Regions from separate parts of the Anas platyrhynchos genome. Here region 2 is linked to region 1. Evidence: chromatin contacts called from public Hi-C data. All regions are on one chromosome and are shown on one strand. Each heading gives the region's core, a stretch centred on a gene start, on an enhancer-like site or on the middle of the called end of the contact. The rest is flanking DNA. Distances are from core to core; before and after follow the strand shown.

Region 1 (6,125 bases), core at 3,033-5,532:
TCTGTACAGAGCCTGTTCTGCGGCTGCTATGCTCCCAGAAATATAACAGCCAGCTAGTTTAAAATTAACCTCTGCATGTGTATCTGGGCAAGATATATTCTTAAATGTAGCGCTGGAAATCTCCCCACAAACTGATCATTAACTTTGTTAAATAGACTTTGAAGTAAAAATTACCCTACCATCCTAGCTAGTAAGAAGATACGGAGTATGCTCTTTGGGTTCTTCTACACAAGCATAATGTGATCATGTCTCAGGAGAGCTGGCAGACATTGGAAATTACTTTAAATCAGATTTTGTATGTAGAAAATTTTGTAAATGGAAAGCTATTTTATGCTATCTGAAGCAAAACAATGTTTCCTCCTAAGTTTGTGTTCAGTCATTTTACTAAGTGCTGGTGAACTACCACAATTTTAATAGTAATGTGCTGACACGTTTATAGAATTTCCCAGGTTATCAAAAGTCAATGGCAAGTGAGCAATCAGGGTATTTGCAGTTGTTCATTATTAAACTGGTTTCTGTTCTAGTTATAGAAACTAAAATTAGTGGTATTTACTCAGGCTTAACACCCTGTATTACAGTTGTAGGAAATGATAAGTTAGAGCAGAAGTATTCAAGAGGGGGGTAGTTTTTAAACAAAAATACTTTTTTTTTTTTTTTTTCTTAAGTCTAGTTCAAAGAGAATGTAGACATATAATCTGGGGATGCAATGCAATTACCAGAAATAATTTAAAATGGGTTACTTCTTTCGAGTATGACTCTTTGAAGAATAAATAGTAATTGTTTTAAATGCATAATTACTTTAATATTGGCTCTTTTCAGCAAGTTGCAGACTCCCTAGATTAAGCTCTAAGTCCTGTGCAACTGTCCACTCAAATTCTGTTTATTCTTTGGGCTGTCATAGTTCCATTACTAAACCCCTTGAAGCCCTTTGATGTATTCCTGTACATAAAAAGACTGGTGGAGACTTTTCATGCAGCCTGATCTTTGCTATGCTAACGTTTTTTTCAGCATAACTGAAGTCAGAGAACAAGTTAAAATCATCATTAAAAATCCTGATAACAAGATTTTTTCTATTTCTTAAAAGTATTTATGTCTGCATAAAAAGTATTTTTGCAAAGCCTTGCATGTGAGGCTGCAGATATATTTCTGATTTTCAGAAACAAATCCAGTATTGGTGCTTGGCTATGTTTCTTGGGAAGATTGCTCCCTGCACTGTTGCCACAGGACTGTCTGCTTTGATCTTAAAACTAAGTAAATACCTGAAGTTTGTTGGGAGCAGTGTTTGGGATTTTTGCGGCAGGTCCTTTCTGGACAGTGCTGTGAGTACCATCTTGTGGACTCTGAGGTGCTGATCACCTGTGGCTTTCAGCTGGGTTCTGTTGATCTATACCACCAAAACAATTTTTATTGCCTTTTTTTTTTTTTTTTTTTTTTTTTTTTTTTTTTTTTGAGTGATTTGCACTGGGTGACAGCCTTAGCTATGATATGACCAGTCTCCTGTTGTCCCGGACAGAAAGTCAAAATTCTCTGGGCTATCCTTTAAAGAGTGTATAGATACAGCTCTGCACAAATACTTGACAAAGTAAATATAGCCTGAGACTTCATTAAGTTTGCTGCTTGCCTTCTTCACTTTTTAGAAGCTCATCTTACAGATGGCTCTGTAAGACTTTGGCTAGTGAGATGCTGAGATTCTGACTCCAGTGGAGTCACACTGTCAGGAAGCTGTCATTAAGGAACACTGTAGCCTCAAAGCTGAGCAGCACCCAGCATTTTTCTTTTTGAACTTTGATAGTTTTGAGTGTCCACCAGATCTCTAAAATGTCTACAAATACTAGAGGAATCCTTGGAGTTTCTCTGAAGTAAGGATGAAAAGAAAAAAATCATCAGGCTGCCTTTTTTCCCTTCATTTATTCCCAATGTCCCATCGTTTGGAAAAAAATACATTTTTCTTCTCCTTGATCTTGCTCATTCAAGTTATAGCTATTAAGAAATCCATCCTGTCTTTGTAATGGTAAAGAAAACATCCTGAGCTCCATGTTTTAGCCCAAATCTGATCTGAACAAACAGTTATCTACAATTCCTTATCTCATTACAAGTGTCTTTCTTCTCAATGATGAGCAGCAATACACAGAAACTACATGTATGTATCTTAAAGCATTTTATAACCCTTTATTTATAAGGAAAAAAATGAAAATAAAAAAGCATTGTACAGAACAGAAAAAAACACCCAAACCTAATACGTGTTACGAGCTAAAGGAGGCATGGCCATCATTTATTCCGACCTCTTACAGTACAAGGATAAATGTTTTATCATAGAAACCTGTAACTATTAATGACACAGCATTGAGAGATTTATTGCTACTTGTCTTTTCCCTGGACTTCCAGTTTTTCAGAATAAACATGTATTTTATCTCCATGGGTGTTCTGCTAATCCTCAGTTTCGTCTGAAGGTGGCAGCAACTTTCTTCAATAGAAAGTTTCAGTCTTCGGTTATGTTGTAGACTGATCACTATATTTTCTAGGTTCTCTACATTAGAAACTTTTAGCTACGCAAAGAGATGTACTTCTGTGTTTACTTTCTGGAACAACGAGCTTTCACTGTGAGATACAACATCCCTAAAAGTTTGCTAATAGTTGTCTGAAGATAACTTGCAATGTACAGTGATAAAAGTAGAGACACTGAATAATTTGCTATTTACATTTTGCATGGTAATACTGTCACAGAAGTCCCTTGACTGCAGCTACCAGTTTCCCTGATACTCTGTTATAAGATGCCTGCTGCGATGGCCCTACACAAATTTGGGGTGCTCTTCTTGCTGTGCTGTGCCCTTCAGTGCTCCTTGAGTTTTGGCTGCTCAGTATGTTGGAAGTGGAAAGATCTGGATGGGGCCCCAACACTCTGAAATAGAGGCACCTGTAGCTGTTCCTGAAGAGTCATCATGCACGATGTGTGAACATCAGAAAAGCACGTTTAACCTGGGTAGAGTTATTACCTAGACCTATTACACAAGGGTAAAGAGCTGTCAGTTTCACAAACTTCTGCTCCAAGATGGTTCTGTGATCAAAGTGCCTAAGGATTGGGACTTCAGTGGCTCCCCCATCCTGTCATGACCTTCCCTTGGTTATTCAGGCCACTTCCTTCACCTCTGGGTGTCCCACTTCCCCAGTTCAGGAGGAGAGAGAACAGCACTGTCTGCCACACACCTTTCTTCTGTCCTGCCAGTTTAGGCTGTAGACTGAGGCCAGGAAGTAAGTCTCTGTCACTGGGCCAGGTACTAGCACCAAGAGGGAAAGTTCCTCATCCAGACAGAGAAAGCTTATCATTATCACTGTAAAATAAATAATGATTCATCATCCACTTAGCACTAGGACGGCCCCAACTGTGGCTTCTCTCTAAATGGGAGGGAGGGGAGAGCTTGCACAGCTGTGCTAGTGAAAGCTGTGCTGCTGGGGACACGCTGGGTAGCCGAGAGTTTTCCAGCCTCCCTGGTAAATTTGTCTGTAATAGAGAAACTATTCCATGCACTGTTGTGTTATCTGTAACACATCTCTCTGCTTTTTTTCTTTTTTTTCCTTAAATTTTATTTTCTGAAATGGCACTGTTGAAGACCTTCACAATGGCTAAACAGATCCAAACAATAGCTGCAAGGACCACACCAGCTTGACAAGGCTGAATTACACACAGCCTATCCTTCAAGCTTTGAGTTCAGAAGGAAAGAAAGTGGAAAATGTTTTTTGCTTCTGACCTCTTAAGTGTCATCTTCTTAGCAGCTCAAATCACTCTTCAAAATTATTCTATTACTCATCCAGCTCCCTGACATCTGTTTCATTGTTTCCTGTCCAGGCAGTAATCCAAGTAACCAAAATAAATATTTTTTTGAAGCAGAACACCTTGTCTGTAAGCTTGCAGGGATGACAAACCACAGTAAATATTCCCAATTGTGTGAAGTTCTATCATTTTGACTTGAAAATCCTAGTGAGAAAAGGGATGAGGTAAAGATGTGCTTTTGTAAGAAGCTGGTTTTTGCTGCTGTGTGCACACCACACACATCCCTCGCTGGTGTAAATAGTGACATCAGCAGTGATGTCACTGATAGGGATATGTCACTGATTTACACTCACCAGTCTAAATAAACACTGCTTCCTAAGAAGTAGTAAAGAAGAGTATGAGTGGATTGATAGTTTGTCTTGATCAGCTAAATTATTTGGACAGTAAAGAGCTGTCAACACCTTAGACTTATGACTAAAGCTACAGGCAGTCAGAACAGCAACCAATGATGATAATTACAGAGCTAAGACAATAACACTGGGTGGGGTTCTGCTCTGTTAAATGGGCCAACGCTGATCTCATTTGCTGGGACAAGTGTAAATTCATTACTTCACTGAAGTTACTTGGATTATCAGTGAGATCAGAGTTTGGCTGCCTAACCATTATTGATTTCTGAAACATAATTTTAAAGCATTAACTACATATTCTAAAAATCTAGGACTGTGTCTAAACCACCCATCACTGCTTTACATTACCTTTTAGTAACAGGATCCCCAGATTCCCTGGAGAAGCTGAGCAGAGATTATGTTTTATCAGAAGTTTGTAGAAGTCCCAGCAATCCTTTGGGTCACAGAACCCAGACCCTGCAGTCATGGGTGGCCATGAAATGGGTCTTTTGTTTGTGGAAAGCAGTCCTGAAGTTGCACGGCCTTTCCTCCTGTAGATCTCCAAACACTTTATGAAGGCAGTTAAGCATTATAACTACACATATGAGACCCATTTAAATAGCAATAAGCCACACTAGGCTGAGAATATGTAGTCTGCTGATGCACATTACCAGTGGCTGAAAGTAAGACTGCTCATGATACACCTAATACATATGCCAGTTAGTCTCTCACTATAGTTTGGCAGTTTAATGTTTTAGGAGAACACAACAAATTAGATTCATCCAGAGTCCTAGGTGTGGAAAATGCAACCAATATTATCTTTCATGCTTGTGGCATACCTTGTGATGTCCGTCCTTCCTTCCTCTCTTCCTCTTTCTTTCTTTCTTTCTTTCTTTCTTTCTTTCTTTCTTTCTTTCTTTCTTTCTTTCTTTCTTTCTTTCTTTCTTTCTTTCTTTCTTTCTTTCTTTCTTTCTTTCTTTCTTTCTTTCTTTCTTTCTTTCTTTCTTTCTTTCTTTCTTTCTTTCTTTCTTTCTTTCTTTCTTTCTTTCTTTCTTTCTTTCTTTCTTTCTTTCTTTCTTTCTTTCTTTCTTTCTTTCTTTCTTTCTTTCTTTCTTTCTTTCTTTCTTTCTCTCTTTCTTTCTTGAACTAAGATACACTTTAGTACATGCAACATAGGTCTTTGATATACTGCAGAAAATTTCTGGAGATTGCCCTGGCAACATACAAAGAGAAAATATCAGCCCCTTGTGCTTGTTGTTTAACACGAACAGTTTGAAAGGGGAAGGCCATTTAGACTTCATTTAAAAGCTGAAAATTGATTCTGTTTGTTCCATGTGCTTTTATAATATGTGGTGCAGGCTTGCCCCCTAATAGAAGGGTTAGCTTTTCAAATGAGTAGCTTTTTACAGAGTAATCATGGCACATGTGAAAATGATGACAGACAAACCACAGACAGTTAAGGAATTGATCTGGCTCACTTAATCATGAAAAAGTTATGATGATTCTGTAAACCTTCAAGATATGTGGTGCATTTTGAGGTTCCTATTCCCAACCCTTGACACTGATCCTTGTCCTGTCAGCTGCAGCAATTCACTATTCTGAATGCAACTTCTCTTGCTCATAGAGAGATTCATGGGGTAACTCTGTGGTCCAATGCTCCCTGTCAGCAGCAGTCAGCAGAAATGGTTAATGTGGTTGGATTGCTCAGCACTACATCTGAACAAACCTTATTTGTTGTGTTAAACGTGGCTGCAACAGTGCTCATGTTACTTGGCATCAGTAGTAGCCTCAGTTTGTGTGACTTAGACTTGTTCCTCTTTTAAATTCACATCAGAACTATAAAGAGGATCATTAATGGGAGAGTGAGACATACTTAGGGGAGACAGAAGATAATGTAACTAATATTGAAATTAAAAACATATCTGTGTTTACGTGCATCTGTTCCTAAGTTTACAGATATATATTGTGAA
Region 2 (6,758 bases), core at 239-2,738, 380 kb after region 1:
TTTCATGTACAAAAGTCTAAAGGAGCTCCTCAGACAAAATATGCCCCTACATATGGCTTGCTGGTTATCATGAGGCAAAACTAAGGACAGACATAAGCACACAATATTCTTGTTTAGAGAGTAGAGCATGCTACTTGATAAGATAGATCCCGCGCTTCATATTTCAGTTGAAGGTCCTTTCTCCTGCTGTTTCCTTTTCCATGTTGTTCTTTCACTGTTTGCAAGCAGCAAGCAACAAACGCAATACGAAATCAATCCAAGTATTGCAATTTAAAAAACTTGTGAGTATGCCAAGAGATGCTGCTCTAGCATTCCTCTTCCCCACGTTTTGAAAGTATTTAAGCCTTCAAGGTAATATAAAAGGAATGTGTCATATTGGGATTATGACACATATTGTGTATATTCTTTCACAGCTCTTCCTAGACAACTTTCATTTATATCCACCCAAGACTTTCACAGACATTGCCAACGTGGTAAAGCATATCATGATATCTCACATTCCTTCCCTAAAATCCCTTTACTGAGGTTGCTAAAACAGAGTAACTATATACAAACTAGGTTAAAACTCCGTAACCCACGTCTGGCTTTTATCACATCTGTTTTCAAAGAAAAGGGGAAAAATCATCAGAAAGACCACGTGAAAGTCACCACGTTGGTAGCTGCTGCATTTAACAAAGCAACTAATTAAGAACCTTGCTCTGCACAAGCGAGTCGGCATCAGTCGGGGCTGCTATAGGGAAGCCAAATGAGTGGGGTGTAAGTGGGGCACACTGGGGACAAAGCCTCACTGCTACAAACTTCTGGTGGGATTTCAGTGCAACGGAGAAGAGCAAAGAGCACCTAAGTGTTTTTTTTTTCTTTTTTCTTTTTTTTTTTTTCTTTAAAGGAGCTCATTTAGGCAGAGACAAGCACACAGCAGTGATTTCTCTGAAACATGAGCAACAAGTCTGTGTCCCAGCTGTGCAGGCATAATTTCACCGCAGTTCCTCTCTCAGTGGCGCATGGTTAGAAGTTGTAGTCGGGTCGTATTTTCAGAAATGTATAAAAATATGACAAAAGGAAGCAAAGAATGATCCCTGTAAGTTTAAACTTACACGCACGCTTTGTTTTGTTTTGTTCTGTTTTCCCTAACAAGTTCGACCATCAGCGAAATAACGCGAAGTTCTTAGAGTGGAAAAAAAGTTTTTAGAAAAAAAACGTATACACAAAAAGATGAGAAAGGAAAACTTTCAACTTACCCTTGCTGATCAGCAGTGAAGCTGGATCAGGATACTTCTCTGGAGGGTTAAAGTAAAATGGAAGAGCACGTTCAGGCACTCAGACCTGTCTATTTAAACTTTAAAAGTCTACTGCTGTTTTGTATTTTTCATCCTTCCTTCCCCACTAGTGAAAGAAAAGTGCTGATACCTCGTAAAAGTTTTTTCTAACTTGGAACACTGGGAGAGCTTTTAACAAGTTTTCAAGCCTCTGACTGTGAAAGAGGAGGGGAAAAGGAGGGGTAGCAGCCCAGGAGGAGGGGCACTCTGCAAATGGAGAGGAGGAAGGTGGGGGAGGAGGGCGAGAACTGACGGCACAGCAAAAACGGGGACGGCCAGGAGGAGAGCGTGAGCTCCTTCAGGTCGGCTCCTGCTGATGCAACAAAACCGCGGCCAGGGCAGGCCCCCGGGTCCCAGCCCCCGTTCCCCAGCTCCCGGTTCCCGGCCCGCCCTGGCCCAAGCCCGGCCGGGACAGGGAAGATGCTGCGGGTGGGGGACCGGCGTCAACCTCCCGGGTGCTAGGGCTGGGCTGCCCGGCTGCTGTCGCCGTCTCCTGATCACTGTGTGGAGAGAAAGCCCTCTCAAGTCCCCTTACGTTTTGTTGTTAGTATCACTTTGTTTACTCGGGTCCATTTCCTTTACGTGCAGACATGAAAGTACACGCAAGGACCGGTGTGTTTGTTTCGACGGGATATATCCATCACACATTTTTTAACTGTTGCTTGTGTGTCTGTGTGTGCATGCATCCCATGGGAGAAATGAAGAAATGATCTCACATTCCAGGAAACTCTTTCCAGGAAATTTCAGAAAATAAAGCACAGTTCAGAAATTCAGAGTTAAACAGTGGGAAGAAATGCTCCTGATAATTTTTCAACTCATTTTTACAGAACAAAAGCATGCTCCAAAGCTGATCTATTCAGTCAGAATGAAGCTGGTTTGGCTTTGCTCCTGACCAGTCCATGATTAAATGCTCCCTGCAAAAAGCCTCTTCTGCAGAAGAGAGATTAATTTATTTCGGTGTGTGTGCTAAGTTCCTCACACATGAAGTCCAAACTATGTTAGGAATCGGTCTTACACTTTGCGTGTCATGGGGCATTAGCTCCTCTGCAGGGTTGCTTAAGAGCTTTTCTAGACGCAGTCAGTGGTTTGATAGTTCTTAATGAAGTTTCGCATTTTGGATCGTACCAGCCTTGTTTGAGTTTCAGTTCCTCTTATTCTAATGGGATATTTCTGGGATCATCCATGTTAACTAGTATGGGAGAGTGTTTTTTGTTTTCTTTTTAAAGGTTATAAGAAAGGTGAGAAGTCCAGTAGTGGCCATTGAGAGTTTCCCAAGTAAAGGTCCTCATTTACAATTTATTCTTGAGGTAAAGAACACTACACTCTATAGCACAGCATAGATATTCCTGCTCATTTTTCGCAGCTTGTGCCTAAACTTTTTCCACTCTGAACTCACTAGATGAGAGAACTAAGACAAGACCTTTGTAGAAAGGCACTCAGCAGGGAGCTTTGAAGCTGCGAAAGACGCACACAATCATTATTCTTGCTCTGGAGTCGTTTGCAGAAGACCACACTGCCTCCTGTTTGAGAAGAAGAGCCAGTACACTAGAAGTGTCCACCCTCCATTCTCCTTCCTCCAGCTACAGACAAAGATGGTTGTTTCCCCAGCTTGCCCCCTTTTGCTTTGATTCTGGCTGTTAGCTTTGACAGCATTTTTTCCTTTTCACACACACACACACACACACACGCACACACACACACAAAAGTGTTAAAGTTTATGGCTTGGCCAAGCCATATGGCAGAAAGAAACCTTTTCTTCATCTTCTCTGAGTGTTGTTTTAAGGTGTCTTTTTCTCTTTACAGCTTGAGGAAAAGGAAAGTGGAAAGGAAGAAACAGAGCTCTGTGCTTAAAATGTGCTGGGACCGTCTTCAGAATTAAAATGTAATATACAAGCCATAGTGCCACAGTGTCTTCATGACTCTGTTATAGGTAGTGAGTGGAGTACACATAATGTTCTTACTACTGCCCCCTAAAACTCTGGTTATTCTACTGCAAAGTATAAAGTGCCAATGACATGGAAACATGCATGCTGTTGCAGGGACAAGGAGATTTGAGGTGTCCAATGTTTTTGTGCTGAAAAAGCTGCCCCTTAGGAAAGCAGTACTTTTTCGGGGGGTGGGGGGTGGGAACCACACACTAAAAACAGAAAAACCAGCAGAACAAAACACTCCCTTCCCCCCCCCAACCCCTTAAATTATAGCATGCAACCACACAATGCTATCATTCCCTCTCAAAGATCACAGGGTCCAGCTTGCCTGATCTTGCATTTTTCCCTGCACATTCCTGTATTGGCTTTGCAATTATTCAAGCATTCTGTTTTTAAAAGAAACACCTAGAAGTATTTCTCCACTTAAATAAACAAACAGTATTAGCAAGAAGCCCAACACTCACAAAGTCCACTTTAAAAAATAAAACACGTATGTTAGGGATGAATAATTTTGCAACAATAATAAACATAACACTTGGCTCTGATACAGCATTATCCACATGAAAAAAGGAAAGTATTTCAAGCCTCCACTGTGATACAGTGAAGAATTAGGAAGAATTATGAGTCCTGACAAAAATGCCTTGAAGACGTCTTTAAGAGTTTGGAAGTATGTCTCCATGATCACGTTTCACAGCCTTTTATCAGAACTTATTCAGCTTCAGATACAGCAGTGATCCACCATTTCAAAAGTTGACCAAAAAGTCTTGCACTCATTTTCACCGCAAATGGAAAGAAGCTTTTCAGACTGAACAAATGGTTTTTCACACAAACTCCTCTTCAGCTGAAACTGTGTTCAAGAGAAAAGCATGGAGGAGTCAGACCTGAGACCTCCTGCAAGTCTGTTTTTAATTAAGAGATGAGTAAAAAGATTGCACTTTGATTTGAAGCCTTATATTGCAGAATACAGACTCTTTAGACATCACAGAACTGAAGATTTGGGAGCCCAGAGCTCTCTGGGGCCAGTAATGCCCTCCATTGACATTCTGCCTTTTGGAGCAAGCAGCACTGTCTTGTGAAGCAATCTTTTAGCGTGGCAATGCTAGGACTGCAGAACCTGTTTGTGTTTGGTTTGGCAAGCTACAGCACTGTCAGTAAGGGCACGTTCACACTGCAACCCAGAGTCTGTACCAGAGCCTGGATAGCCCAGACTCCATCCAGTGCACCTCTGGGACTGAACCTTCGAGGGGACTTTCACAGGATTTCTGTCTACTCCATCACAAATCCCCAGCTCAATCAACGAAACAGTTTAGAGTTTAGTACTGCTGCTGCTTTTCTACACAGGCTTATCAAAAGGGGCTATAAATTCCAGTGGATTATTTAGTATTTACAGCCTTTGACACAGATTCACAGTTAATTCACAACTCAGTCCATTGTTTTCTTTCTATTACCTGAACATAAATACAGAATTCTATACAGAAACATTTTTCCTTGTCTTTTCTCCAAATATTTCCTCAGAAATATTTCAGTAACCTGGATAACCCAGAATGCCCTAGTGAATGTTTCATTTGGAAGACTCTCCAGTCCTTGGACCATTACAAAATTTCCCACTGATACCACTCAGTTCACAATCTACTCCCAGTTAATGATGTCTGTGACTTACGGAGCTCTTAATACATAGAGCACGTCTTCACTTGTTTGCAATTTGTTTGCAAAATTTGCTTCCCAGCACTCCCATGCACACCACTGTCCTCATCATGTGCAATTTCAAAGACGAGTCCATGAACTGTACGGTAAACTGCAATGAACATACACATGCAATACAGATTTTCTTGGGTGCCTTTCAAGGCAGCTGTGCAGTCACCCACGTCCCTGGATGGCACGTAAGCTTCAGCACGTTTTCACCAATATCCCTTCTCACACATTTGGCTTTCAAGATGGGCTTGTGAATAATGCGTGGCCCTGTTTCATGTCTTATTGAGGTAAAGCTTCTCGGAATGTCCAAGAAACAATAATGTGGTATTTCTTGATTACATAAGCATATAAATGTGCAGACTAATGATGTTTTTTAAAGCAGACAGTGGTTTTCGCTTGTTTAAGAAACTTACATCACATAGAAATATAATATAGCTTGGAAGTTGCTGGCCACAGCACTTGCATCTTCTGTCAGCTGGAGAGGCTGGGCTGGAGCCCACTGGAAGCTGCTGTGCCCAGTGCTGCCGACTCTGCAAAACAGTTACAAAGGGTCATTGGTTCTTCAAAGCAAAGACAACTATCATCCATAAAGGCAGTAGCTACTTCCACGTTGTGTCACAGCCCATGACATATAAGATAATGTTTTCTGACAATAGTAAGGATATTAATAATAAAAAGTAGGATAATCATAGGATTTTCTCTTGGTGAGCACATTTGCCATTCCTTGTTGAAACCGGTCTCTTAGATTCATTGGCTATGGGGCTATTTCCCCAGGGAAAAAGGAGGCTTAGTCAGCACAAGACAGATCCTGCTCTTACCAGTCTGCTTGCAAAAAGAAAACAAACAAAACAAAAAAAAAAAAAAAAAAGAAAGAGAGAAAGAAAAGAGAGAAAAAAAAAAGAAAGAAAAAAAAAAAGCAACAGCGACAACAAAAAAAAAAACTGCTATTTTAAAAGAGACCATGCTGGAAACACATCAAGACTGAAGCACCTCAAATGAAATTGTGGAGAAGTAACAGATGCCAACAGACCTGAATCCAGTACACAGCACTAAGCCTAGCAAATAGTCACTAGTCTTTCAAAATATTTTGCCCTGCTATACAGTCATCTGTCTAGAATCTGAGTGCTTTATAAACATTAACACAGAACAAGTTAAGTTATATTAAACTCTTTTACAGATACGGAAGTTTGTCATGGAGAATATCAGCAACTCCTCTGAGTCATAGACAGTTTATGACACAACCAGGAGTAGGAATCAAGTTTCTTAATACCTGGTTCTGTCCTTTAAGCACAAAATTATTCTGCCTGCCTTTCTCCATTATTATTATTTTCTTTTAAGTATAAACTAGCAGTGAAAAAAGCAAAATGAATGTTTCTTTTTAAAATTTATGAGGATCACAGAGAAGGGAGATACAGTGTTTAAAGTTTGGGGTAGCTGTCCTTTCTGTCCTTTGTGCTACTGTCTGCTACTTCATACCAGTAAGATGTCACCACAACTTCTTCACAGTACTCACTCACTTTCTCTTATTACATTTAGAAATATCAATTAATTCCTGGTTCACTGTTGGCTGATGAACAGAAAGGGAGAAAGGTAATAATACTTGGAGGCTTGGAAGCTCTTCACCTGCACCAAGGAATTTCTAAAGCTCCTTACAGGCAGCACCAAACACCAGAAAGGTTGGTCTTAAAGGATTTATTCCAACATTTTAACCGATTCCAATCAATATCTCCTCAGAGCAAGCTGCTCTTCTAAAAAGACAGTAGAAAACCATTCAAAGAAAGAATGAAGTATGAGTTCACAGATCTTTATGAATTTGGCTCCA

Evidence for each region. Hi-C and Micro-C count contacts between places; a contact is called where the count stands out from the background.
Region 2: a Hi-C map of subcutaneous adipose tissue shows a contact between it and region 1, with 4 times the contacts expected there. The contact joins the promoter of GJA1 here to the enhancer-like site in region 1. A contact is called at or near these places in 3 of 8 Hi-C or Micro-C datasets (F1 follicle, skeletal muscle and subcutaneous adipose tissue).

The regions. Positions count from the first base shown.
Region 1 is chr3:67,374,464-67,380,588 of IASCAAS_PekinDuck_T2T, forward strand. No RefSeq gene overlaps it. Among named protein-coding and RNA genes, the nearest start is that of HSF2, 46 kb to the left of the region's middle. Within about 2 kb of position 4,283, at least 2 of the 8 cell types and tissues checked have an H3K27ac peak or open chromatin away from gene starts, as enhancers often do. A contact at or near this core is called in F1 follicle and subcutaneous adipose tissue, where this site is marked.
Region 2 is chr3:67,753,604-67,760,361 of IASCAAS_PekinDuck_T2T, forward strand. It overlaps GJA1 (gap junction protein alpha 1), which reads right to left and starts at 1,489. Exons shown (of 2, transcript XM_005017369.6): 1 at 1,239-1,489.